Linked DNA regions of Mus musculus: regions 1, 2, 3 and 4 are each linked to region 5. A link is a contact called in public ChIA-PET, HiChIP or PLAC-seq and promoter capture Hi-C data. All regions are on one chromosome and are shown on one strand. The core of a region is the stretch at or near the end of the contact, and the rest is flanking DNA. Distances in the headings are between cores, read along the strand shown.

The links. Promoter capture Hi-C pulls out the DNA fragments that hold promoters and counts their contacts. ChIA-PET counts read pairs in DNA pulled down with a chosen protein or histone mark. HiChIP or PLAC-seq counts read pairs in DNA pulled down with a chosen protein or histone mark.
Region 1: a contact with region 5 is called in an RNA polymerase II ChIA-PET map of memory CD8 T cells, with 43 read pairs. The contact joins the promoter of Clip1 here to the promoter of Mlxip in region 5. A contact is called at or near these places in 4 of 39 promoter capture datasets (the HPC-7 cell line, liver and neutrophils), 1 of 484 Hi-C or Micro-C datasets (embryonic stem cells), 6 of 115 datasets of contacts at active chromatin or transcription factors (the 230-238 cell line, bone marrow-derived macrophages, effector CD8 T cells and 3 more) and 2 of 9 other capture datasets (embryonic stem cells and pancreatic islet).
Region 2: a promoter capture Hi-C map of liver shows a contact between it and region 5, with 2.4 times the contacts expected there. The contact joins the promoter of Zcchc8 here to the promoter of Mlxip in region 5. A contact is called at or near these places in 17 of 39 promoter capture datasets (the C10 cell line, the HPC-7 cell line, HPC-7-derived erythroid cells and 12 more), 4 of 115 datasets of contacts at active chromatin or transcription factors (bone marrow-derived macrophages, fetal liver, microglia and 1 more) and 3 of 9 other capture datasets (adipose tissue, liver and pancreatic islet).
Region 3: a promoter capture Hi-C map of pre-B cells shows a contact between it and region 5, with 2.8 times the contacts expected there. The contact joins the enhancer-like site here to the promoter of Mlxip in region 5. A contact is called at or near these places in 4 of 39 promoter capture datasets (the 3T3-L1 cell line, maxillary cranial neural crest, neutrophils and 1 more) and 1 of 115 datasets of contacts at active chromatin or transcription factors (memory CD8 T cells).
Region 4: an H3K27ac HiChIP or PLAC-seq map of microglia shows a contact between it and region 5, with 4 times the contacts expected there. The contact joins the promoter of Hcar2 here to the promoter of Mlxip in region 5. A contact is called at or near these places in 2 of 39 promoter capture datasets (the HPC-7 cell line and hematopoietic stem and progenitor cells) and 1 of 115 datasets of contacts at active chromatin or transcription factors (microglia).

Annotation. Positions count from the first base shown.
Region 1 is chr5:123,681,649-123,686,496 of GRCm38.p6, forward strand. It overlaps Clip1 (CAP-GLY domain containing linker protein 1), which reads right to left and starts at 2,713. Exons shown (of 24, transcript NM_019765.5): 1 at 2,604-2,713.
Region 2 is chr5:123,718,270-123,723,898 of GRCm38.p6, forward strand. Zcchc8 (zinc finger, CCHC domain containing 8) reads right to left here and starts at 2,775. Exons shown (of 14, transcript NM_027494.3): 1 at 2,454-2,775; 2 at 1,223-1,265. The coding sequence starts at 2,661.
Region 3 is chr5:123,055,112-123,060,429 of GRCm38.p6, forward strand. No RefSeq gene overlaps it. Among named protein-coding and RNA genes, the nearest start is that of Morn3, 11 kb to the left of the region's middle. Within about 2 kb of position 2,965, at least 361 of the 459 cell types and tissues checked have an H3K27ac peak or open chromatin away from gene starts, as enhancers often do. A contact at or near this core is called in memory CD8 T cells and pre-B cells, where this site is marked.
Region 4 is chr5:123,862,571-123,867,640 of GRCm38.p6, forward strand. Hcar2 (hydroxycarboxylic acid receptor 2) reads right to left here and starts at 2,946. Exons shown (of 1, transcript NM_030701.3): 1 at 1,000-2,946. The coding sequence starts at 2,868. The coding sequence ends at 1,786.
Region 5 is chr5:123,391,231-123,396,367 of GRCm38.p6, forward strand. It overlaps Mlxip (MLX interacting protein), which reads left to right and starts at 3,568. Exons shown (of 17, transcript NM_133917.3): 1 at 3,568-4,112. The coding sequence starts at 3,700.

The sequences.
Region 1 (4,848 bases), core at 1,463-3,962, 290 kb after region 5:
TTTCTTTAGGGACCAACATCCTCTAACTTCCTTTTCATCTCTACTCAAATCATGTTCCCAGCCGGGTCTCTGGAAACCCTATCTGAAAGTCCCCACAACTCTAACCATTATTTACAAGACTTCATATTCCTTCTCCTCTGGTTTGTACATTTTTTTTTCTTTACCATCTATGACATTCTAACTAACATGCAACATACTTATATTTAATCTGCTTATCGTCTGTCTTTCAAGTGGAAGAGAAGTACCGAGAGGATAAAGCTTGGTAAAGCTCTTCAGGGTTGTGGCACCAGCATCCAGAAGGGCAGGTGGCACAGGAAATGGCTCCATGAGTATCTGAGGTGTGCAAACTGAATAGAGCTCATTACACAGACAGACCACAGCTCCATAAGCAGCCATCGAAGGGTCCGTAACACTTCACCAATACTGAAATAACAGGCATGCCATGACTAATAACACTGACTCTTATGTTTGTTTCTTTTTCAAGTCAAAGTTTCCTTTATAAGCCAGGCAGTGATGACACCCGTCTTCAATCCCAGTACTTAGGAGGCAGAGGCAAACTGGTTTCTGTGAGTTCAAGGCCAGCCTGGTGTACAGAGTAAATTCCAGGACAATAAAAGCCACACAAAGAGACCCAGTCTTGAAAAACCAAAACTAAAAGAAAAATTAAAAATACTAGTTTTTAGAATGTATTAAATTTCTTAAAGACAAGAACCAGGTTGGCTTATTTTCGTGCTCAGCAATGACTGAAAGAGCTGAGAATAGCAAAATCCTCATGTTCAGAGATACTACCAAAGTTCCCACCCAGGTTCAATGTTTACCTCTCTAATCCAGGCCTAGGAGGAAGCCTAACCACTTCCTCTGAACCTCAGCAAGAGTCCCAGGCTCTCAGCTGAGCAATCACCCACTTCCTTGGCTTTCATAACGTCCAGCCTTGCCTTTTACCATTGATTCACTGCCCTAACAAACTAACTTAGCAGACTGAGGTACAGTTCTTGACAACATCTCGTATTGGCTGTGACTCTGACCTTTCAGTGCCCTCCCTGTAAAATGACGATGACAGCAACCTCCCTAGGTTGGATGGATTACATGAGATAAAAACAAAAACAAAACTCTGCACTTGCCCAGAGCACGGTCAGAAGGAGCCCTCCATAAACCCTAATTGTTATTATTTCAAGAGGAAGAAATGCCCCAAGGCTGAGGAGCAACAGTCCTGAGGATACTTGCAAAAGAGCATCATTACGCCTAGAAGCCAAACGCGGCTCTCCTAACTGGGAGCCACAATTAGGAATAATAATCATAAAATCCTAGCATGAGAATCACCAAAGCACCACCGCATAAATACTAACAGAGCCCCAAGCAGACAGACAGACACAGTCCTGGGCCTAGAAGAGGCTAGACTGCCGACTCACACCAAAATGAAAAAAAACAAAAACAAAAACAAAAAAAAAACCAAGGAAATGACAGAAACATATCCACTGTCTTAATAAATAAATAAGTAAATAAATAGAAACAGTAGTTGGCAAGTTTTTGCTAAAAAATGGGTATGCACGTGGATTCCAGACTTAACGAGTCATTTCTTCATACCAGAGAGGTGGGGCTGGGCAGGGAGGAAGGGGGTGGTGTGCGGTTTCTGCCAGATGGGAAAAGCCACATGAAGCGGAGAGACTACGGGATGTCAGGGCAGGACTCCAGACTCAGAAAAAAATAAAAATAAATAAAAATTAAATAAATTAATCCGATATTCTGTTGTTCTCTCCCCAATAACGCAACACCTCCAGGTTCGAGACAAACCACAAGGCTCTCTGCTTTTAAAATAGTCACCCCATCCCCACCCCCAACCCCGAACAAGTGTCATCTGTCTTCCGCGCCAACCCCCGACCGCGCTGGCAGGTTCGGGTTACCGGGCAGCGGTGATTTCAGAGATCTGGCACCCTGTTTCGCCCTTCTACCTTCACAGAGAATCACGCTCCAGGGGTCTGAAGGAAAACAAAAGCCCGGGGCCGAACAGCCAGGGACCGGGAACCGGGGCCCGAGCCGGGCCGGGCTGAGCCCGAGCGCCACGGGGCAAGGGCGCCCTCCATGCCGGCTCGCGGCCGGCCACCCGGCGTCCCGGGCCTGCCCGAGGAAAGCTCGCCCAGATGGCGAGCGGCGGGAGGCGTCCAGGGCAACAGGTCGAACCGGACCCGCGGCCTCTGGGAGCGACGGAGCCGTCCCCGGAACCTCCCCCTCCAAGAGCTGGGGAAGAGGACGCGGGCTCCTCCGAGAACGGCTCCCGAGGCGGCGCAGGGACAAGGAGTCCACGCTCCATCTTGAGGCGGCGGGAGGAAGGCAGGCAAGGCCCCGGGCCGCGGCTGCCAGGGCCCGGACGCGCGCGGCTCGCACGCAGCCAGCCTTCCCCGCAGCCACGCTCTCCCCGCGCCCGCCACCCTCCCGGGTGCGTCCGCGGCTCCTCGGCCGCCGTCCCGGTGCGTGGCGGGAGCTTGAGACGAGCCTTCCCTCCCGGCGTTTCCCTCCCGGATCCCCGGGCGGCGGGAAGGAGCGGAGGGAGAACGGGTGGGACGGCGAGGAAGGAGAGATGGAGATGGGGCCCGCGCTTCGCTCACCGCCTGGGACGCCGCTGGTCGCCGTCACCTGCCTCCCAGCAGCAGCAGCAGCAGCCGCCGCGGCCGCCGCCTCCCGCCTCCCCGGCTCTTCGGCTCGGGGCGGGGAAGAGAACGTGACGCGCTGCCGCCGCCGCCGCGGGGCCGGGAGAAGACGCCGCGCCGCCCCTCCCCGTGCCCGGGCCGCTGCCGCCCGCGAGCTCCCCTGCCGCCCCTTTGTCTGCCTGCTCCCCTTGCGAGCCCCTAAATCCTCCACGATAAGGAGCAAGATGCCGGGGGACGGACCGAAGGGCCTGCAGACGCGGGTGCCTTGGCATTTCAGGCTTCTCCCTGTTTCCTAGCCAAGTGTGCCCAGAATATGCAAGTCACCCCGGATGGCTACCCGTAGACTGGACCAACCGCAGCCTGCCGTTTGGGGATGGGATGGGGTGCGGTTGGAGAGTGGGGGAGCTGATTGATTTCATTGACCTCCCTTTCCCGCCTAGAGCAGGGTGATAAATCCGTTGCCCCAAGTTGGAAGGGAGATGCCCATAGGCAAGCTCAGCTTGGGATGAACGGTCTCTGCTCTCCAGGAAATCACTGAGGGGTTAAAAAAAAAAAATCCTTTGAGATGAGCCCAGGGCTGCAGCCCAGTTAGTTTAAGAAAAGCGTCTTTTATTCGCCCCAGTCGTTTGGACAGAAGCCCAGGTTAATGTCCCGTTCGGGCTCCTCCCCAAGCAGGGATCCCCTTGTCAAGCTTTTGAAAGGGACTGGAGAGGACGCTGCAACAGCCGGCTCAGGGCTGCGCTAGCAGAGGGCGGCCAGCATTTCGCTCCCATGGACCATGGCAACCCCAGAAGTTTTGCAGCTCCCGGCAGAAATCTGCAGCTGTTGGAAGCCCAGGTTTCTGCAGTGACTCAGTATTGATGGAGAAGGGGCCAAGGAGGAAATATTCTGAAGGGCGACCTCCCTTCTTGACCTTTATTTAAAACACCATTGTGTCTGGGCAAACAGGCACCTCAGAGAGCCCAAGAAGGGAACTCCACTGGAAATGCACAAAGTAAATTTCATCTGCAGACCCTCCTGTCCATTTAAGCCTTAAATCACACACACACAAAAATAATCTATTATTCCACCTGAGCCTGATATGTGAGCTCCAAGGTCAAGAGGTGAGAGTACCCTGGGAACCCAGAATTCATTCCTACTTAGGCAAGCAATACTTACCCGCTGATCTGAGTACAATTCAACTCTGTTTTTCCTCTCTTGGTTATTCCAGATGGTTTCTGTGTGTAATAGCCTTGGCTGTCCTGGAACTCTCTTTGTAGACCAGGCTGGCCTCAAACACAGAGATTTGCCTGCCTCTGCCTCCTGAGTTCCAGGACAGCCAGAGCTACACAGAGTATACATAGAACCCTGTCATAAAATTTATAATAACAAATAAATAAAATATTTAATAATAATAATAATAATAATAATAGCAGCCAGGCCTATTGGTGTGCACACTGACAATACTAGCCTTCAGGAGTGGGAGGCAGCTGAATCTCTTGAGGTTAACCTAGCCTGCTCTACATACCATCCAGGGCTATATCCTGGCGATGAGTAAAAATGTATTGGGGTGGCAGCAGCACACGCCTTTAATCCCAGCACTCAGGAGGCAGAAGCAGAGAGAGCTCTGAATATAAGACCAGCCTGGTCTCCAGAACGAATTCCAGGACACCCAGGCCTACACAGAGAAACACTGTCCTGAAAAACCAAGAAAAAAAAAGTGGAAATGATGAGAGAATGACAAACTGCTGTTTAGAATCCCAGGATGAGCTCTCAAAGAGAACCAGCCAATGACCACAAAAGCTCCATTCAGCTAACCAAGAACAGCAGTAGGCACCATCCTGCAAACTACACTCCAGGCCTTCTCAATAGACTAGGGCTCTGAGTACAGACGGCTTTACAATGTGGAGGGTGACCAAAGTCACTTATAAGGTTGCCATCACATATCTAAGATCCTGTGCCTTTTTAAAAATCCAGTAAGGCAGGATATCTGTGAAATTGGTGCTTGATGCAGTAGTTCTGATCAATGAATATCTTTTTGAGTGCACACACACAAAAAGTTGAGACCTCCTTCCACAACATCCAACACAGTGAAGTACATGGGGACACATGTTCACAGCATTCACAGCAGAAGTGGGTTGTTTGTTTGTTTGTTTGTTTGTTTACAGCAGAAGTATTTGATATAGTCAAAAATCGGGAACAGACTGAGAGTGTTAGCCCAGCA
Region 2 (5,629 bases), core at 1,525-4,024, 330 kb after region 5:
CAGCACTTGGGAAGTTAAGGCAGAAGGCATGCCAGGAGTTTGAGAGCAGCCTGGACTACACAGACCCTGCTGGAAAAAAAGGAAGGAAGGAAGAGGGGGGGGGGAGGGACATGGGAAGAAAGGAAAAACGAGCAACTGCTCTACATAAACTAGCAAGTACTCTAGGCTGCAGTGGTAGCACGTGGTTTTAATCCCAGCACTCAGATTAAACCCAGGGCAGCTGGGTTTGAGACCAGCCTGGTATACTGAAAGTGAGTTTCATGCAAAGACTTGGGAGTTCAAGGCTACAAAGTAAAATCCTGACTCAAAAAACAAAATAAATAAAAAATTAATCTAGTAACTTGTTAAATTCCTATCATATGGAGATGCCAGCATTAGTGTAACTGTTATAAGCAGATGTCTGAATACATGCCTCCTGCATTCGATACTTTCTCAAAAGCATATTTCCTTTTCTTCTAAAGTGCTGTGCCTTGCCAGACTTGGCCCTAGGTGTAATCCCAGTACTAGGGAAGGGGAGGCGGGAGGACCAAGAGTTCAAAGTCACCCTGAGCCACACTGTAACCAGAGACCAGCTTAGGCTACAAGAAGACTGTATCAACAAAACAAAAAATGCTCTACCTGCACTGTCTGTAACTGTAAAATATTTAATACGTACTTTACAAATATTAATAAAAATATTTAATGCTAGTGTGGTTGCTCCTGTTATCCCAGCACTTTCAAGGTAGACAAACAAAAACCAATAAGGTTAAGGCCAGTGTAAACATACAGTGGATTCCAGGCTAGTTTGGGTTACAAGATGAGAAACACTGTCTCAGTAAACCCACCCTTGCCTGTCCAAAACAAAATCCCACCAACCAACCACCACCAATAATAACAACAGTAATAATAACAGCTGTAAAGAAATCATCGGCTAACATAACTGTAAACTTATTTTATCTTACCAGAAATGTGTTAAATATGAACAGCTGGGTCTAACTTGCTTCTCTGAATTGTCAAGCAAAAATTTCTGGATTGAGGAAAAAGACCCACTAAGTCTGTTTAGACATTTAACCCACTTACCAGAATTCCTTTATACCCCTAAGTCAACAATAAAGAACCGTTACTGAATTCTTCATTGGATTCTGAGTTGTGGATGATACAAAAATTCCTTTTTCTACAAGGATGCTGTGACTAGAGAAGGAGAGCCAAGAGGCAGCTCGTGTGTAATTTCAAGATGTCATACCTGGGTCTTGTCAGAATGTTCAACTTTCTTTTAAGTTCTTGATGTTATTACTGGTTAAGGAATATCAGTCCTCAGGACATAACAACCAACCACTAAAACTTTCACTTTTGTTATCCAAATGACATAAATGTAAAGGAAGGCCCCGTAATCAGTACTTTGAAGGAAAAACACTGGGTACATGTTTTGCCGAGGGCAGGACAACTGGACCTGAACATTAAATAAGGTCTTCATCTCTTTGAACATATATTCTAAGACATGGTCCTGGAGTTCAGAAACAGTCTAAGAGATGAACCAAAAATTTCAGTTAGACCGCGGTGTTCCCGGAACAAGTTGAAGCAATTAAGAAAAATTTCCACGTCAAAGCATAAAGATAAATGATAAAGTTAATATAGCAAAATGTTTGCAAGAATGTGAGAGAACCCCTACGGATATGAAATACACAATCCTTTCAACTCTCTAGTATTTTATAAATTTTCATAATAAAGTGTGTCACGGAAAATGGTTTCATGAAAAAAAAATCAGACTTGAACTTCAAAAGTTGACATAACAACCATGCTCAGGGTTCAGGCTAAGTTCCAAAAGGAAAGTTACCTGAACCAAAACTACCTAAGAACGGGAAATTAACATACTAGCAAACCCACAAACGTTATAATCACGTTAATAAAGTCAAAGGGAATTTTGGCGCGTTTTTCCCGGAGCACCGGGAGGCAAGTTAGCTCAAGAAATCAAAACGATCTGGACAATTTAGCAAGTCTCTTCGCATGCTAAATCTTTAAGGTCGTCCCCCCCGCGCCCCGATTCTCCATCACAGTGGGCACTCGTAGCTTTCGTCCCTCCACAAATCATCCCACTCCCCGGCTGCGACGCCCCGCACCTTCAAACGCACAACTACACTACGACTCGTCTCTTCTCGAGCTTGGCACGCAAAGTTAGAAAACACGGTGACCTCCAAGACCGGGAGAGAAGTGTCTCCAGTGTCACAACAGTTGAGAGCAGCTTTGAGTTGGGGGGCCAGGGTGGTGTGCACTGGAGGACGCTCGCGGGGAAGGGATCGCGCGCGGGCCGCGGATGCAGCTTCTGCAACCGGACCGAGACTCCCGCCCGCCCGCCAGGTCGCGGGAGGAAGGACTTCGAATGCTAATCTTCTTGGAAATTCCGCCGTGTCCCCCGCCCGCCGCCACCCAGACCCCGAGTGCCAAGTGACACCCGGCCCATCGCGCCGGAAGGATATTCTCGGCGCGGAGCTGCTCGATGGTGGCCTCGCAGCGCCGGAGCTGCTCCTGCAGCTCCGCATCGCCCACCCCGTTCTCGTCGTCGTCGTCGTCCTCTTCCTCCTCGTCGTCCTTGAACCGGGTGTGAACGGGCTTCGGCGTCGACTCCTCTGGTGGGTCAAACGCCTCGAAGAGCTCTAGGTCGCCAAAATCCACACCGGCCGCCATCTTGGGCTGTGGGAAAGCTTGGAGGGCAGGGGGCGAAGGTTGGAGGCCAGAGCCGCTCTCCCTGGAGGCTTTTCTCCACACACAGGCCTCCAAAGCCGTCTAGGGGCGGGTCCTGGACGGAGACTACAACTCCCAGAATGCCAAGGCCGCCCTCATGCCTCTTTCCGAATGGGCCACAGAGCGTGGCATTCTGGGATATGTAGTTTCTAAGCGACGGGACTCATTGTTTGCGTTGCACACTGGGATTGCTCTTTTTAAAAAAACGGTTCTGAATGAGTTAAAACAATATGGATTGTCCCCGTTAGGCGTTTAAAGCTGAAGGAATCAAAGCCGGATACATGGCTTTGACAAAATGTGGTGCGGTTCCCCAGCGTCGAAAAGAGAAGACAGGAACTCTACCTTTGCCGTAGATAAATGTGCTCTCAGACACAAGCCACTTTATTTTGCTTGTTTCATTTGTAAATGAATGAAAAATGAAGTTATTCCACTGCCTACTCTCATGAACTCCTATCAGGGACGAAACAAACAGAAAAACCAGAAAACCCTTTATTATGTTTCTACTTTCATATGCCGCTGGATTTGAATGGATATTTTCGTCATCACATGTTAAAATCACCGGAAATTATAACCTGTAACAAATAATGTCAGGTTAGTTATGGTCTCTGTTGGAGGCCAGCTCCTGTAGCGCGTTTAGTGATCCAAGGAGGGGTTGATGATATTAATGTAAATCAGACAGACAGACACAAACACACACACACACACACACACACACACACACACACACACACACACACGGTGAAGCAAGGCTTCAACAAGCGTCAACAACTTTATTACTTCTCCCATAACTTATATCTTCCAGCAAAATCTCCCAAGTAGTACAAAGATTACAATGTGGCTACATTTTGTAAGTGAATGATTATAATAAATACACAAGCAAAAAAAAAACCCCAAAAACAAAACAAACAACCCCCCCCCCCAAACCCAGCATGTTACACCATACCTTTTACAAGATTGAAAGTCTTAGGTATTATAAGTGAAAAAAAAAATTAAATAAATTATAATAGATTAAGTGTAAGCAAGCAAGCTACTTTTTCTCAGCCAGTTCTTGTACTACCAGGCTACAATTTGCAGTTATAATGAAAAGATCAATTATTTATCTTTTAAAATAATCTTATAAAAGAGTATTTAGAATCAGAAATCTAAGCTTGTGTGTGTGTATGGTGTCTGTGTGTGTGTGCACGCATGCACACAGAGGCAAGGTTTTTCTGTGTACCCGTGGTTGACCTGGAACTTCTGTGTACCCATGGTTGTCCTGGAACTAGCTCTGTAGACCAGGCTGTCCTCAAACTCACCAGCCTCTGCCTCCCAGGTCCTGGGTTTAAAGACTTAAGCTACCACCACCTTCCTACTTTAAATCCTCAGTTGTACACCCACTCACTGATTTTTTTTTATCAAATTATATCAGGAAGATAAAGGTAAAAATAGATACAAGTAATTATCACTTGATGACCCATCCAGCCTTAGCAAGAAAGCCACATAAGCTAAGAACTAGCTCAGCTACCATTGTTCTTGTTCCCTGACCTCAAAAAAATTCCTGGTTCAACTTTCAAAAGTATACCAGTCTGGATATTAAATTGTTCCCCAAAGTCCTATATATCAAAGCAAAAACTTTTTTTTTTTTTTTAGTATTTTATTTTTATTTTATACGCATTGGTGTTTCACTTCATGTATGGCTGGATGAGGGTGTCAGGTCCCATAGAACTGGAGTTACAGATAGTTGTGAGCTGCCATGTGGGTGGCATGAATTGAACTCAGGTCTACTGGAAGAGCAGCCAGTGCTCTTAACTTCTGAGTCATCTCTCCAGTCCCTAGCAAAAACATCTTAACCTAACTTATACTAACAATTTACATCTCCGAGTTCTTTCTGAGGGTGGGGGTTGAATCATGAACCTGTTTCAGCAGCATTGCTTGAAAAACATCACTCATCAACAGTGCCAATGACACTGCCCAATGAGTGGTTGGAAGCCCCTCAGAGTTTTCCTACAGTTCTTAGATTATGAGGGATGAGATGACTGTGAGGGGAACAAGCAGAGTGAAACCTCCACACCACCACGGAGTCCTCAAAACATGTAGTTCTCAGCACACCTATCGTGGTGTGCTAACCGGTGGGCCAAGTTCCATGGGTTAGCTCTTTTTTCTTTCTTTCTTTTTTTTTTTTTTAAGATTTATTATTATATGTAAGCGCACTGTAGCTGTCTTCAGACACACCAGAAGAGGGCGTCAGATCCCATTATGGATGGTTGTGAGCCACCATGTGGTTGCTGGGATTTGAGCTCAGGACCTTTGGAAGAACAGTCAGTGTGCTTAACCGCTGAGCCATCCCTCCAGCCCCGCATGGGTTGGTTCTAATGCTGTTCTGCTTTTCCTCCTGTGGCTGAGATCAGGTGGCATATTTAGAAACAGGAATTCAAGGCCATCTTCAGAGACAGTGTTTGAGATGTGCCTGAGCTACAGCAAACATCCTGACTTTTCCCTTTAAGAGATAGAAGGAAAAAAATGAAAATGAAAAATGAAAATGAAAAAAAAAAGGGGGGGGTAAAAAGTAAAAAAGAAAAAAAATACTGTTAGTGTTAGTGAAGAACTGAAATATGAAAGATTAAATGAGCGAATGCATGCCAAGTGTAGAGAAGAAAATGAAGATCTGGGGGCCTGGAGAGATGGCTCAGTGGTCAAGAGCACCTACTGCTATTCGTAGAGATCCTGAGTTCAATTCCCAGCAACCACATGGTGGCTCACAACCATCTGTAATGGGATCTGATGCCCTCTCCTGGTTTGTCTGAAGACAGGTACAATGTACTCATATACAATAAACAAATCTTTAAAAAAAAAAAAAGGAAAGAAAGAAAGAAAGAAAGAAAGAAAGAAAGAAATGAAGAACTGGGTTTGTCAAAGCAGTAAATAGGGTGGG
Region 3 (5,318 bases), core at 1,715-4,214, 340 kb before region 5:
CAACCAAACCAAACCACCACCAACAGCAAAAGCACAACCTGTTCTTGCAGAGGACCCAGGTTCAAGTCCCAGCATCCTCGTTGGGTGGCTTACAACTCCAGCTCTAGGGGATATAATGTCTGTGGCCTCCAAGGGCACACACATAAAATTAAAAACAAAATTACTTCTGACAGTGCTATGAGACTGGTGGGTACTGCATGCATTTTGAAAGCCAGCCAATCCTTCGGCCCGGTGTTTTAAGTAACATCTCTTAAAAATCAAAAAGAGCAAAGAGGGGCCCAGGTTTAGTGCCAAAGTTCTTGACCCAGGAGAGACCACCTGAATATATTATCTTGATTGGTATTTTATAGAACTCCATTCAAGGAAAGTACAGTCCAGTGTAGAAAAAATATTAAAAATACACATATTTATTTATTTATTTATTTGTATTTATTTATTAAAAAATTTTTTTTGAGACAGGGTTTCTCTGTATAGCCCTGGCTGCCCTGGAACTCACTTTGTAGACCAGGCTGGCCTCGAACTCAGAAATCTGCCTGCCTCTGCCTCCCAAGTGCTGGGATTAAAGGCGTGCGCCACCACCACCCAGCAAAAAATACACATATTTTTTTTTTTAAAGATTTATTTATTTATTATATGTAAGTACACTGTAGCTGTCTTCAGACACTCCAGAAGAGGGCTTCAGATCTCGTTATGGATGGTTGTGAGCCACCATGTGGTTGCTGGGATTTGAACTCCTGACCTTCGGAAGAGCAGTCGGGTGCTCTTACCCACTGAGCCATCTCACCAGCCCAAAAATACACATATTTTAAAATTGAGTTTTAAACCACAATTATGAATATAAGTGTTATACCTTTCTTTCTTTCTCTCTCTCTCTCTCTCTCTCTCTCTCTCTCTCTCTCTCTCTTTCTTTCTTTCTTTTTTTCGAGACAGGGTCTTCTATGTAGTTCTGGCTGCCCTGAAACTCACTACGTAGATCAGGCTGGCCTCTAACCCACAGAACTCTACCTGCTTCTCTCTCCTGAGTACTGGGATTTAAGGCATGTAGCACCATACCCAGCTGCTACATGTTTTAAAATTTTTATTTTACTGTGTGCACACACTCATATACACATGGAGGTCAGAGGACAGTTTGTGAGAGTCTCTTCTCTCCTTTTCTGTGGGTTACAGGGATCGGCCTCATCATGAAGGCATTCACCTTTACCTGCTGAGCCATTTTGTCAGCCCAGTACAGACTTGAATAAAGAAAAATGTATTAAAGCACACAGGAGATGTTAATCCTGACCTAGTATACTCAATAGGACTTTAATAAATACATTAATGATAATAATAATAGTTATTACTATTATTGTGTATTAATAAATACATTAATGATAATAATAATAGTTATTACTATTATTGTGTATGGGTGGCATGTCTATGCACCTATGCATGCGTGGTGCTACTGGAGGCAAGGAGAGGGCATCAGATTTGCAGGAGTACTGATCCTTGTGATTTTACCATGTGTGAGTACTGGGAGTCAGACTGAAGGTTTCTGGGAAGAGCAGCTAGTACTATTAACCACTGGGCCATCTTTCCAGCCCTAAATACTTAATTTTAAGTATTACTTAATTTTAAAGATGTATTTATTTTTATTTAGATGAGTACACTACAGCTGGCTTCAGACATATCCCAGAAGAGGGCATTGGATCCCATTACAGATGGTTGTGAGCCACCTTGTGGTTGCTGGGATTTGAACTCAGGACCTCTGGAAGAGCAGTCAGTGCTCTTAACCACTGGGCCATCTCTCCAGCCCCCTAAGTACTCAATTTAAAAAAGCATTTTACACCAAGCATGGTGGTAAGTTTAGCACTTGGGAAAACAAGGCAGAAGTATAAATTCAAGGACACCCTGGCCTTCAGGGGAAACCCTACCTCAAAAGACAAAAAAAAAAAGAAAAAAGAAAAAAGAAAGAAAGAAAGAAAGAAAGAAAGAAAGAAAGAAAGCAAGCAAGCAAGCAACAACAACGACAACAACCACCACCCAAAAGCTGAGGAGACCGCTCAGTGGAGAGAGCTGTTACTGTATGGTTGTGGCACCTGTCAATAGTTAAATCTGATGGCTTATGGCTTAGGCAGGAAATAGGAGGTAGGACATCTGGGAGAGAGAAAGAATTCTGGGATAGAGCCAGGCACGAGGTCCACCTGGGAGGATGCATGGAACCTGAGCACAGGTAACCAGCCATGGGGCAGAATATAGATTAAAATTAGTGGGTTATCATAAGTTATGATTCTAGTCAGAGAAGAGCCTAGCTCTATGGCCAAGGTATTTGGAAATCTGTTTTGAGTCTGAGTCTTATTTCTGGGAACACGGGACCGGGAGGAAGAATCGACCCTTATATCTACAGCTCAGTGGTTAGAGCATTGGCTGCTCTTCCAGACAACCTGGGTTCTGTTCCCAGCACCCACATGGCAGGCAACAACCGTCTGTTACTCCAGTTCCAGGTGCTCTGACTCCCTCTTCTGGATTCCCCTGGCACAAGGAACACACCCCCAAAACAGTCATACACAAAAATATTAAACAAAACATTTTGTTGTATTTAGCCAACCACACTATGCGAACTTACATTTCTACCAAGAATCATAGTGAATTTTTAAATAACAATAAAATAAAATTATAAGTCAAAACCACAATCAGAACTAGATTCTAGCTCTTTAAAAGCGGGATTGTGGGGAACGGGGCTACAAACAGGATGGTGTGGCTGACGTCATGAATTTCGGGGGGCTTTAAATGCGCATGCGTTAGGCTCGCTTCACACACGCGATCTTCCTGCACGCAGTGCGCGTGCGCACGGCGAAGGAGCCCCGCCGGCTTAATTTTTTTTTAGGTGGGAGGAGCCAGTCGCGGGAGTTCTCGAGACCTACCTGCTCCCGCGGAATTACCCGTCCTAGCCCCTCTGCACATGCGCAATCACCAACACGCGTCTGGGAGGTCTCTGAAAGGCGGGCCCGAGGTTGCGCCTGCGCTCTGGGTACTCTTCGCGGAAGTGAGTGGGAGATGGGGGTGGGAATCGCGCTTCCACGCGGAACCGACGGAGGGCGAGCCTGAGTGTGCGGCTAGGGTTCGTGACTCCTCCAGTGCCGCCCTTCCTAGTCACGTGAAGACTGGACTGTGGACACAGAAATTATTTTTCTAATTTAAAGATTCTTACATAATTACCCATGTCTACGTGAAGGAACTGTTTTTTCTTTCAATTTTGTGTTTCTGGGACTAGTACAATGTATCAGTCCAGGCAGGCCTCGAACCCCAATCTTCTTCCTTCAGCTTCCCGAACGCCAGGATTCTCAGGCGGAAAAGTTTAGTTTTGGATTTATCCCTAATCATTTCTTAGCCTTTTTTTTTAAGAATGCTTGAAACATCACGAAGCATTTTAGGAATCATGCACGGTAGCTCGGGCTCAGAGGGAGGAGAATCACTCGGGAGTTCAAGATCCTCAGCTACACAGGGAGCTGAGAGGCCAGGGCTCAAAGCAGAACTCACTTCGGATGCCTCCGAGTGTTCGGAGAGATTACCAAGAATTATTAGTAAGTGGTTCTTGTCTGTTAGGCAGATTTATTGCATAAAGGCTAGCAAAGAAGTCTGCATAGAATTATGTGTGGCTTTTGTGTCCTGAAGGTGGTTGGTTCATTTGTTTCCATAAACAAGTATGGAAAGCGGATAGTGTTCAATATATGAAGACTGTTCTGATGGCTGGGGACACCAAGAAGCCTGTAGTTCAGCCCCAGTTCTTAAAGGGTTCTTGTGGGAAGGTCACGTGGTTCAGATGTAGAGGCAGTCTTGGAGGTAGCTGTGGGAGCACCTTGACATCTGCTGGGTGACGTCTGTGCACTTCAGAGACTGTCCAGTCAATACAGTCGTGCTGGACTTGGGGAGAGGAAGTCTAGATGCCAGAAGAGGAGATTAGGACCAAAGTGGAGGGTGAGAGACCATGTGTGTTCCTGAACATTGAGGGGTGGTAGGGAATGAGGCAGGAAGCGACTGTTAGACCAAAATCGCCTACTTCAAAAGGGAGAAGTTAGTAAAACTCTCTAAGGAAGATTATTTACGGGTTTACGATTTATTCATCCGTGTCTGTGTGCATGTGTAAGTTGCACCCATGTAGTGGTATGAGCGTGACATTCAGTACACAAGTCTACAGAGCTCTCTCTTTCCAACATGCAAGTCTCAGTGTTTGAACTCAGAGCCTTGGGCCTGGTGGCGGATCTCCTCTTACCCGCTGAGCCTCCTCTCCACCCCAACTCCCCAAGAAAGTCTTGAAATGGTACATTCTTGGGCCAGAATCTCTTGAGGCTGATGAGAGGTATGACTCCTAATCACTGTTCTAAAACGCTGGAAGGGTAGGGATTCTTGGACTCCCTGAAGAAGTTGCTCAGGTCCCGTCTCCCTCAGTTATATATGCCTTGAGGAAGAGGGGTTTATAAGAGTGTTAGGCCAAGAGAATAAACTTCAAGAATAGCACAGAAAAATAATTGAAAAGGAAGCTCTTAAATGTATCCAAAAAATCCACTTTGTAGTAGAATACGTGGGACAGACTGGTTTCATGGACTTGCTCACTTATATTTTGCCCTGGACCCTGACAAATTATGAAGTAGATATTGTTTTTTAATCTCCCAAAGGCTGCCTACATTATACTACTACAACCTTGAAGGATCTAGGGTTGTAAAATGTTGGGGGGACACAAAGATTCAGATCTTAATATAAGATAACTAAATGAAAGGCTGGAGAGATGGCTCAGCAGGTATAGGACTGTCTTGCAGAGGTCCTGGGTTTAGGTCCTAGCATCCACCTCCGGCCATTTACAGCTACCTGTAACTCCTGTTTCAAGGGATCTAGTGCCCTCTTCTGGTCTCCACTGGCATCTACAAGAGCCTGTCTCAAAAACAAGCAAGAGAAATAGAATTTCCCGTGCAGGAAGATTGTATTTCAGGTTGCTAGCAAAAGTGTGTTAAAGAGAAATGATCTACAACCCGGAGGCGGGGGGGGGAGGGGGGGGGCCAGGGAGAAGGAGAGAAAAAGAAAATAAACTTGTGTACATGCCACAACATTGCAGTGCAGCTGACCTGAGCAGCCACTGGACAGCTGCTATGCTTTGCCAGTTACTTTCATCGTGCTAAAAATACACAGATATCACTCCGACCTGGCGGGCCAGCTACAGGGATTAAGCAAAGGAGCGCGTGCGTGGAATGTATTGTAAACAGCTAGCGGCTGTTCACAGGAAGGTGTGTGGGAAATGTACTGGTGATGGTGTTTGCCCTGTTGTCAAACACAGGGGCCGGAGCTAA
Region 4 (5,070 bases), core at 1,696-4,195, 470 kb after region 5:
CCACCCTCTCTGTTCCCATAGTCACACCTGGCTGGTTTCACAACACCTGTTGCTTTTCAGCCATGATCTTTTCTTCATTCCTGCCTGCCTCCCTGCCTTGAATTTGGGTTCAATGTGACGAAGACCATCTATCTGCTTAACTCCTGGCCGTATTGCCACCACCCAGAACGGTGTCTGGCGCACAGTTGCTGTTCAACACACAAAAACCAAACAAATGAATGTCAACTGTTAACTCCGATCGATCAAGGACCAGGAGTTTCACCACCAGGTTCCCCGTGATTCATGGGGAAATCCCTGCTTGGCTCGGAGCTTCTGTCTGCCGCCTTCCAGAAGAAGGCAAACCCTGCTTTTAAATTCCCACTTGTAGGAGCCGAAGGTAATAAGAGACAGAAAACTGGGAACACTTGAACTAAGAGACACTTCATCTGTCTGTCCCTGGTTTCTTGCCATCTACCGAGGGCTGAGAAATTAGAGTATCTGAATTCTTAATCTGTATCCAGCTCGGGAGGAAAAAAAAAAAAAGCCTCATCTTGCCAAAGGATCTAGGAGGGACAGAAACTGGAAATGAAAGTACAACAGAAACTTCTTGTTTCTCAACTGGCACGATGCAACCTGGTACATCTCCTTTCTGGCTCTAAACTGGGAACTGAAACCATTCCATAGGAAGCTCCTCTTCCTTCTCCTAGGGGTGGAAAAAAAAAGCCCACTCTGGTCTGATTCTTTTTTTAATATACAGCTATTAATAGCAATGTTCACCGAACTGCAAAGGGAAGAACTCCGCTGTAAACTTTTCGGTATAGCCTTTAAAACCTAACTACCTTACATATTCCCCACCGGTGCCGTTCCCCTTGGCTGTCTCAAGGCAGGGCTCTTCTGCACCCTTCTGTGTTTTTGCAGTATACTAGATCTTCCTGCTAGGATACAGTTCATAACCCAGGTCTTAAGTAAGAAGACCGTTTCTGTGAACCCTAACCCAGACAAAATGCTGCAGCAGCCTGTGTCTCCTGTCGAAATTTATTGAAATGGTAGATGTTAAAGTACAGAAACCCAAGTAATGAACCGCCCCCCCCCCCCCAACCATGGACACAGTTGAATTCCTTTTACTAAGAAACGCAGACAGAGGAGGGAAGCCACTGTTTCCCCAAAGCCTTTTAAAGCTCAGCTGAATTTGTTATTGTTTCTCTCCAGCACTGAGTTCAGTCCCTCCTGGGGCTAACCCCCTCTTACCACCTTTGGAGACTTGGAGAACAATCAAATCTTTTGCATCTCCTCCCCTCTTTAGCATTTCTGCTAAAGTCTGGCTGAAAGGTATACTGGTCCCACCGAACACAAGTGACCAACTGGCTTATCAGTGACATCTGGGTAGAGATCCCCTCCAGTTTCGTGGATCTCCTTGTCCTCACTGGGGCCCACGGACAGGCTAGGTAGGACCCTAGGACGAAGAGCCATCCGTGACTTTGAGCAGAACTGAGGTGTGTCTGGGTGCATCTGGGACTCAAACTCTGCAGGACTCTGTCTTCTTCAGTCCTGTAAGCTTGGAAGGCTGAGAAGTTTCCACTGTCTGGAAACTCTGCTTTCTGTTCCTCTGAGATTTTCTATGGCTGCACCTCGCAACCAAAACTGCTCACTGCACCACGCCGTTTCTCTAAATTCGATTCTCCGAATCTAGAAGTTCCAAGAAAGCGTAAGCCAAATCTGAAGATGTTACCCTGTTCAACGAACGGCCAAATCGCCTCTCCAGAGAGCACAGGCCTGAGCGGCAATCTCCCTTCTTGTCATAGTAACTTAACGAGATGTGGAAGCCAGATAAGGGGGGCTGCCTGGCTCACTGGGGTCAGCCATTAGCGCCCCTGGAATACTTCTGGTTGTGCTGGGGTCCCCCGTGAGCTCCACACTAGTGCTTCGGTTATTATCGGGTTCACCCAATGTTTTCTTTCGAAGGCAGCGGTTGATACACGTGGAGAAGAAGTTGGGGAAAGATGGGCTGGAGAAATAGTAGACCACAGGGTCCAGCATGCTGTTCATGTAGGTAAAGCTAAGGGTGGTAAAGAAAGCCAGGTCCACCGAGGAGTAGATGTCACAGTTGCGTACGTTATATTTGTAGAGAAGCCAGAAGATGCGGATGCGCACAGCCACACTGGGTAGGAAGCAAATGATGAATACAATAGCCACCACCATGATGAAGTTGATGGCCCTCTTGATCTTGGCATGTCTGTCCATCTGTCTCTGCCTCAGGCTCCAGATGATCCTGCCTGAGCAGAACAAGATGATGGCCAGGGGCAAGAAGAATTCCAAGAGGAACATAGCATCGTGCCACCTGAAGTTGTAACAGATGCTGAAGCTGCTACACAGATATGCCTCGCCATTTTTGGTCATCATGTTTGTATAGAGGAGGTGGACAGTCAGGCCGATGGTGAGACCCCACAAGAAGCAAGAAATGATGGCCGCCGTCCGGTTGGAGATCTTGTTCAAGAAGTGGTGTGGATGGACCACCCGGAAGTAGCGGTCCACAGCCACCACGGTGAGGAAGATGATGCTGCCCTGTCGGTTCATAGCCAACATGAAGAGCATCACACGGCAGGGGATGCCTCCGAACCTCCAGTCCCAGTTATGGACATAGTTGTCCGTCAGGAACGGCAGGCAGATGATCAGGAGAAAGTCAGCCACGGCCAAGTTGAACAAGAAAATCCGGCTGGATTTCCAGGACTTGAGGTGGAAACAGAAAATCCACAAGGCAAGGCCATTGCCCAGGAGTCCGAACACAAATTCCAGCCCCAACACCGGTGGCAAGACCTTGGCGATGTTTTCATCTCGGAACACACAGCAGTTCTTGCCGTTTATCACTAGAAAATGGTCTGACTTGCTCATGAGTGGATCTGGCCAGTCCAGCTTCAGAGTGCCTCACCTAGCGAAGGCTCAAGGCGAGTGTGTGTCTGTGTGGTGAACGTGTGGTTCAGCCCTCGGCTTTATGTCATGTCAGGGTGTTGAAAGAGATGACTGAATGGTTACCAGGAAACTACGAAATCATTTAAAAAAAAAAAAGGCTAGCAAGGCTCTTATGCAACTTACTGTTTGCATAAACAAGTAATAAAAAAAAAGTCCCCTGGGCAGACGGGAACCCACAAATTTTTCTAAACGTAAAGGATAAGTTTAGGCAAGCCGACTGTCAGAGGTGGACGAGTCAGATCTGAGGGCATTCCTTCTGAAGGCTGCAGGCATGCATGCTGGCTAGGTGATTGGCCTCGGAGAATCCATTCACTGCAATTTGCTTAGCTGACAATAATTAATAAATTAACAAGGGCAGTAACCATGCACTGTGCTAAAAGAACAGTCAGGCTTTCCAGGAGCAGTAAGAGTTCGTGTGAAATTCTACTATGCATTGGTAATGTGGATACGGTTTCCTCTGTCTGTCTGTCTGTCTGTCTCTGTCTCCCCCACCTCCTTGTTTTCTTTCTAGGATTTATTTTTATTTTTGCATGCCTGTCTATGTGGCTATGTACATACAACAACAGCCCCAGAGGCTATTGGATGCCCTGGAGCTAGAGTTATAAGACAGTTGTCATCCACCCCAATGTGGGGATAGGGAGCTTAATGCAGGTCCTCTGCAGGAGCAGCGGGTGCTCCTAACCCCCAACTCAGTTCTCTAGCGCCGTGCTCTTTTTCCTTTTTTCCTTCCTCTCAGATAGATGTCTCCTCTTGTTACGTCTCCCAAGCTGGCTTCTCCATCTTCCTGCTTCTTCTTCCCGAGTGCTGGGATTGCAGACACAGCGCCTGGATGTGTGGTATTCGTAGAAATGGCTCTGATTTCAAGCCTCAAGAGGGTGCAGAAAGATAACATTTCCTTTCTCTCTCTTTTTTTTAAAGTGTGATTAAGTGTCATCTTACAGAGTATCTACCATTGACTATCTACTTTGAGTTTGAAATTAGAAATTGGAAATTTGCCAGGTGGTAGTGGTGCATACCTTTAATCCCAGTACTCGGCAGGCGAAAGCAGGTAGATCTCTGAATTTACCTGCTCTACAGATCGAGTTCCAAGACAGCCAGGGCTAGACAGAGAAACTGTCTCAAAAAAAAAAAAAAAAAAAAAAAAAAAGAGGAAATGTGTCCCTTTAGCTGCCTACCCAAATCCTCAATGGCATTTGACGGACCTTGTAGTCTAGACTCAGGGTGACCTGATCTTGGATCCTATAGGATCAGGATACTTCATGGAGACTGTGACAATGAAGATGACAACTTTGAGATTGGTGGTGCCCACATTGCAGTTTCCAGTGTTCCAAATTCCATGTCTTGAAACTCCATGTTTGCCCATTTTTTTCAAGATTGATTTATTTATTTTTATGTATATGAGTATACTGTAGCTGTACAGATAGCTGTGAGCTATCATATGGTTGTTGGGAATTGAACTCAGGACCTCAGCTCGTTCCAGCCCCGCTTGCTCCGGCCCAAAGATTTATTTATTATTATATGTAAGAGCAATCTAGCTGTCTTCAAATGCACCAGAAGAGGGCATCAGATCTCATTATGGATGGTGGTGAGCCATGTGGTTGCTAGGATTTGAACTCAGGACCTTCGGAAGAGTAGTCAGTCCTCTTAACCTCTGAGCCATCTCTCCAATATTGTTTTTTTGTTTGTTTATTTTGTTTTGTTTTGTTTTTTGGTTTTGGGTTTCTGTTTGTTTGTTTGTTTTCAAGGCAGGATTTCTCTGTGTAGCCCTGGTTGTCCTGGAACTCATTCTGTAGACCAGACTGGCCTCAAACTCAGAAATCCCCTGGTCTCTGCCTCCCAAGTGCTGGTATAATATTGTATTTTTTAAAAGACTTTTTGAAACATGTATTTTTTTTAAATTGGGAGAGAGAGAGAGTCTGTGTGTCTGTGTGTTTGTGTGTCTGTCTGTGTATATATGCATGTGAATACAGGTGCCCTCGGAGACCAGCAGAAGGTGCCAGGTTCCCTGAGGCAGGAGTTGCAGATGGATATGAGTTACCTGATGTGGATGCTAGAAATTGAATTCAAGTTCTCAGCAAGAACAAGTGCTCTTAACTGAGACGGACATCTCCAGCCCCTTAAACA
Region 5 (5,137 bases), core at 2,318-4,817:
TCTGAGACCAAAGTGAGAAGTCAATACTTGCAGCGGGTAGTTTTGGCTGCCCGCTTGCTTTGTGCTCCTGGCCAGCCGCATGCCCGTACCCATCCAGGAGCTATCTCGGATCTTCGAATAGAACACACACACACACACACACACACACACACACACACACACACACACACGCAGAGAGACAGAGAGAGAGAGAGAGAGAGAGTGCGCGAGAGAACGGTTTTTCTTAAAATGCTTTGGCTAACTCAATGACTGAGCACTCCTTGAATTTCCCCTGCTACTTGGGGAAGTAGCGGCCACTTCCCGGAAATCTCACATGGCTGGTTGGCTTTTTCTCTTCCTCTACTGCATCCCCTTCTCCTCTCTCAGTCCTCCCAATTCTCTCTGCAACCTACCATACAACTCTCAGTGTCCCGCCCCATGCTCAGTCATTGGCTACTGGCAACTTTATTGATAGATCAAGAACCAATTGAGGGCAAGAACCTTCAGCATCAGTAAACACAGATTCCTGATTAAATCAAAGCATCCAAACGACCCCCTGCAAATACTTTTTCTTTTCAAAAGCAGTTTGATATGACATCACATCAGCACAATGATGTGATTCAGTTGCACACACATCCTTAGGATAACCTTTTCTTTAAAGACTTATCATTATTATTTCTTTATTATATGTGTGTGTGTATGTCTTCCGTATGGGCTTATATATGAAATTATTTTTGTAAAGATTTATTTACTTATTATATTAAGTACACTGTAGCTGTCTTCAGACACACCAGAAGAGGGCGTCAGATCTCATTACGAATGGTCGTGAGCCACCATGTGATTGTTGGGATTTGAACTCAGGACCTTCGGAAGAGCAGTCAGTGCTCTCAACCACTGAGCCAGCTCTCTAGCACCAAAATTATTTTTAGAAATGTAAAACAAGCAAGTCAACAAACATGGCCAACATAGGTAGAGCCTGACCTGCTAGGAAGGCAGAGGCAGGGGAGTCATCTGTGGCCAGGACTAGCCTGGTATACAGGCTAGTCTTATGGCCACTTGATACAAGCTAGAGTCATTTTGGGAGCAGGGACCTCATCTGTAAAAATGCTCCCATTAGATTGTCTTGTGGTGCATTTTCTTTTCTTTTTTTTTTTTTAAAGATTTATTTATTTATTATATGTAAATACACTGTAGCTGTCTTCAGACACTCCAGAAGAGGGCATCAGATCTTGTTACAGATGGTTGTGAGCCACCATGTGGTTGCTGGGATTTGAACTCCGGACCTTTGGAAGAGCAGTCGGGTGCTCTTACCCACTGAGCCATCTCACCAGCCCCCTGTGGTGCATTTTCTTGATTGATAATTGATATTAGATGGTCCAGCTCACTGTGGACAGTGTTACCTCTGGGCTGGTCGTCCTGGGTGCTACAAGAAAGCGGGCTGAGCAAGCCATGAGAGAGCAACCCAGTCATCAGAACTCCTTCACGGCCTCTGCATCAGCTCCTGCATCCAGGTACCGCCCTGATTAAGTTCCCACCCTGATTTTCTACAGTGATGGACCGTACTGTGGAACTGTAAGCTGAAATAAGCCCTTTCCTCCCCAAGTTGCTTTTGGTTTCTCACAGCTATAGAAAGCCTGAGAGACCTGGGCAAAACAGAAAAACATCAATCATTTATGTATTTATCTTTTGAAACATGGTCTCCTTACATAGCTCCGGCTGTCCTAGAACTCACTCTGTAGACCAGGTTGGCCTTGAATTCATAGAGATCCTCCTGCCTCTGCCTCCCAAGTGCAGGAATTAAAGGCATGTACAGTATACCTGGCACCTAGGCTAATCTTACACTGCTTTCTGAGTGTTCCCTGTAGCTAGGGAACTACCTAGGCCAGCCATAACCCCCATTATATTTTCAGGTGTTTTTTTTCTCCATCACTTTTAAATATAATTACATACATGAGTACTGTATTTACACCATTTCCACTCCCCAACCCCCACCCAACTCCTCCCTTGTCTTTTTCTCACTCCCTTTGAAATGTGACCTCTTCTTTAATTATTATTTTTAAACATGCAGGCACACACACATGTATAAATATAGCCTGCTGAGTCCTTTTAGTATTGATAGGATGTGTTTAGAAAAGGTGACTATGTGGGGTTGGAAAACCCATCTTCTCCCTGGAGAATAACTCTTTCTCTCTCTCCCCCCCGCATCATTAGTTGCCTGAACTCCATTTAAGAGGGGGTCTTGTGAGATTTCCCCCATCCATCTTGGGATGTCAACTGGTGCTGCAATTTTGTAGTTCTTGTTTAGACCATGGAGATTTCACAGGTGTAGCTTCCTTGTCATATACAGAAGACACCCTGATCTTTTCCCCTCTTATAATCTCTCGTGGTGGTTACAAGGCCAGCCTTGTCTACATAAGGACTACATGTAGAGATTCTGTCTCCAAACAAAATCTTTTATTTATTTATTTTTACCTTTATTTATCGTGAGAAGCGCAGATGCCACAGTGGGGTTGGGGTGGTCAGAGATTAAGTTGTTGGGAGTCTTCTATCTTGTGGGTCCCACGGGTTGGAATGAAGGTCAGACTTAACAGCAAGTGCTTTTATTTACCTACTGAACCATCTCACTGGATTTCCTAAAATATAAAATAAAATAAAAGTGTCTTTGAGACAGGGTATCATGCAGTTCAAACTAACCTAGAATTTGGGGAACTTCTGATCCTCCCACCTCTGCTCCCCTCCTGTTAGGATTGCAGGCACGCGCATGTGTTACCATGACTGGCTCATTGCTATTTTTAGGTTGACACAACTTTCTGAGACCTAGGAATTGCAGTAAAGACAACTAGGCTCCAAACTTCCCCTTTGGAATTTGGCTTCTGGGCCAAACTTCCAAACAATAGCGACAGTATTTTGATTTGTGGCTGAAGTTGTTGGGTCTGGAGGCAGACAGCTAGGCTCCTGCAGAACTCTACTACTGTTTAAGAGCGGTGATGCCCAGGAGCCATGCCTTAACCCGGGAGAGTCAGTTTCTGCCCCTAAGGATGTGATGATTCTGTGAGCCTTGCTCTTGGGTCTTGTTGGAACCTTAGGCACACCCCTTAGAGTGTAGGTAACTCAATCTTCTCATCAACAAAATGGGGACGGTAGACAAAATCAGGAAGGCTTTTGAGGACTCAGTTCCGGGTATGGAGGGAGAAAGCTGGCCTAATGTGGGGGAAGGAGCTCCACCCCTACCCACCACGTGGAGTGCCCTCCTTGCCCGCAGTGAGGCCGCAGGGCTATTCCCAAGCTCCGGGCGTGGCGGAGGCGGGGCAGGGGCTGGAGCCAGACTAGTTGAACAGACAGCCAATGCCGCCCTGAGCCCAGGCTCCCCGAGAGGCGCGGCCTGGCTTTCTCGTCTCTCTACTCCAGGGCCAGCCGGAGGGGAAAGAGGACAGCCAGGGGCCGGGCGTGGAGGCGTGGCCTCCGGCTTTTTTTTTTTTTTGTCCGCCCGGAGAAGAAAAGCTTCCTCCTGCACCTTTAAGAGGCAGAGGCGAGCATCCGATTGGCCAAGACGACAGTGACGTTACGAGGAGGCCCGCGCCCTCCCCCTCAGGCCGCGCGTTCCCGGGCAGTCTGCGCGAGGGCCGGGCCGGGTCGGGCCGGCGGCCCCCTCCGTTCCCCGTGCTTCTCCGCTTTACGTCGCCCCGGCTCCCGGGGGATGCCCCGGACCAGGTTCTCCTCATGGCTGCCGACGTTTTCATGTGTTCGCCGCGCCGGCCCCGCAGTCGGGGCCGTTCGGTGCTGCTCAAGCCTCAGGTGCCCGAGGACGACGACGACTCGGACACAGACGAGCCGTCTCCGCCGCCCCCCTCCGGCGTGGCCACTTCAGCCCGGGCCCACGCGAGCGCCGCGCCGCTGCCGCCTCGGGCCGGCCCGGGCCGCGAGGAGCCTCCGCGCCGACAGCAGATCATCCACAGCGGCCACTTCATGGTGTCCTCTCCGCACCGCGAGCACCCGCCCAAGAAGGGCTATGATTTCGACACGGTCAACAAGCAGACGTGCCAGACCTATAGCTTCGGCAAGACCAGCTCCTGCCACTTGTCCATCGATGCGTCGCTCACCAAGCTCTTCGAGTGCATGACCCTGGCCTACAGGTAGGGGACCCGGTGACGCCCCCACCCGACTCCCAGACCTGGCCGAGCCCCATCTTCACCCCGGTCTCTCTTGAACAAAAACCCAGCTTGGACCTTTGGCTTCACACTGTCCCTTTGGAAATTCCTTCTAGGACGATTTGTGAGTCTGGGGTCTCCACCATGGAGAGAGGCGCCAGGGTTCCGGCCTTGTAGCCCTGTCAGCCGGTCGTTCCTGGGTTCTTCCGGCTTCGTGTTCCCCATCCAGGCCCTCCCCTCCTCCAATGCCCGTGGTCACCGGTTTTAGACAAGAGTTAGGTGTAGCTACAGGCTGTGTGTTGTTGTTTTCCTCCTTTTCTTTTGGCTCTGTGGACCCCTTCCTTCTATTGCTTTGTGTGTTTACAGCAACACCCAACGGTTAAGATCACCTGTCCAGGGTGGCTAGGGCGCTGGCTGCACTATCTTAATGATTGTGTAACGCCTTGGAGCCTGTTTCCTTGTCTATAAAGGGGGGCGGGGTGGGGGGTGACAGTAGTGTTGACCTCTAGGGGGCTGCTTCAGGGAAGGGTTGAGATAGGCCGAGTGGGTTTTTAGGTGCTGCTTAAATGTGAGTTACTTTTCCTGATTGTCCATGCATCTGGAGCCTGGGTTCTCTTACATCTCCTTTACAGGGAAATTCTGAGGCAGGACCCTTTGCACACAGTGGACTTGTGGAGTTTATTTTCCTGGGAAGTTGGAATTTGTTTTTGTTTTGTTTTGTTTGTTTGTTTCCTTTTTGAGCCAGGGTCTTTTGAGCAGATGCTGGCTGGCCTTGAACTCCTCCTGACTGCCCTGCCTCCGCTTCCCAAATTCTGTGATCACAAACATATGCCTCTCATGCCCACATCTGGCTAGAGGGTTTTCTGACTGACCCTAAAAACTTATGTGTGAGATGTCAGTAGGGCTGACATCCCAGACACTGCCCTGAAACGGGGAATTCAGCTTTGGACAGAGATCTCTTTTGAACGTCATAGAAATGCCTTTCCTTGGAGGGCTAGCCTTTCTTTCTA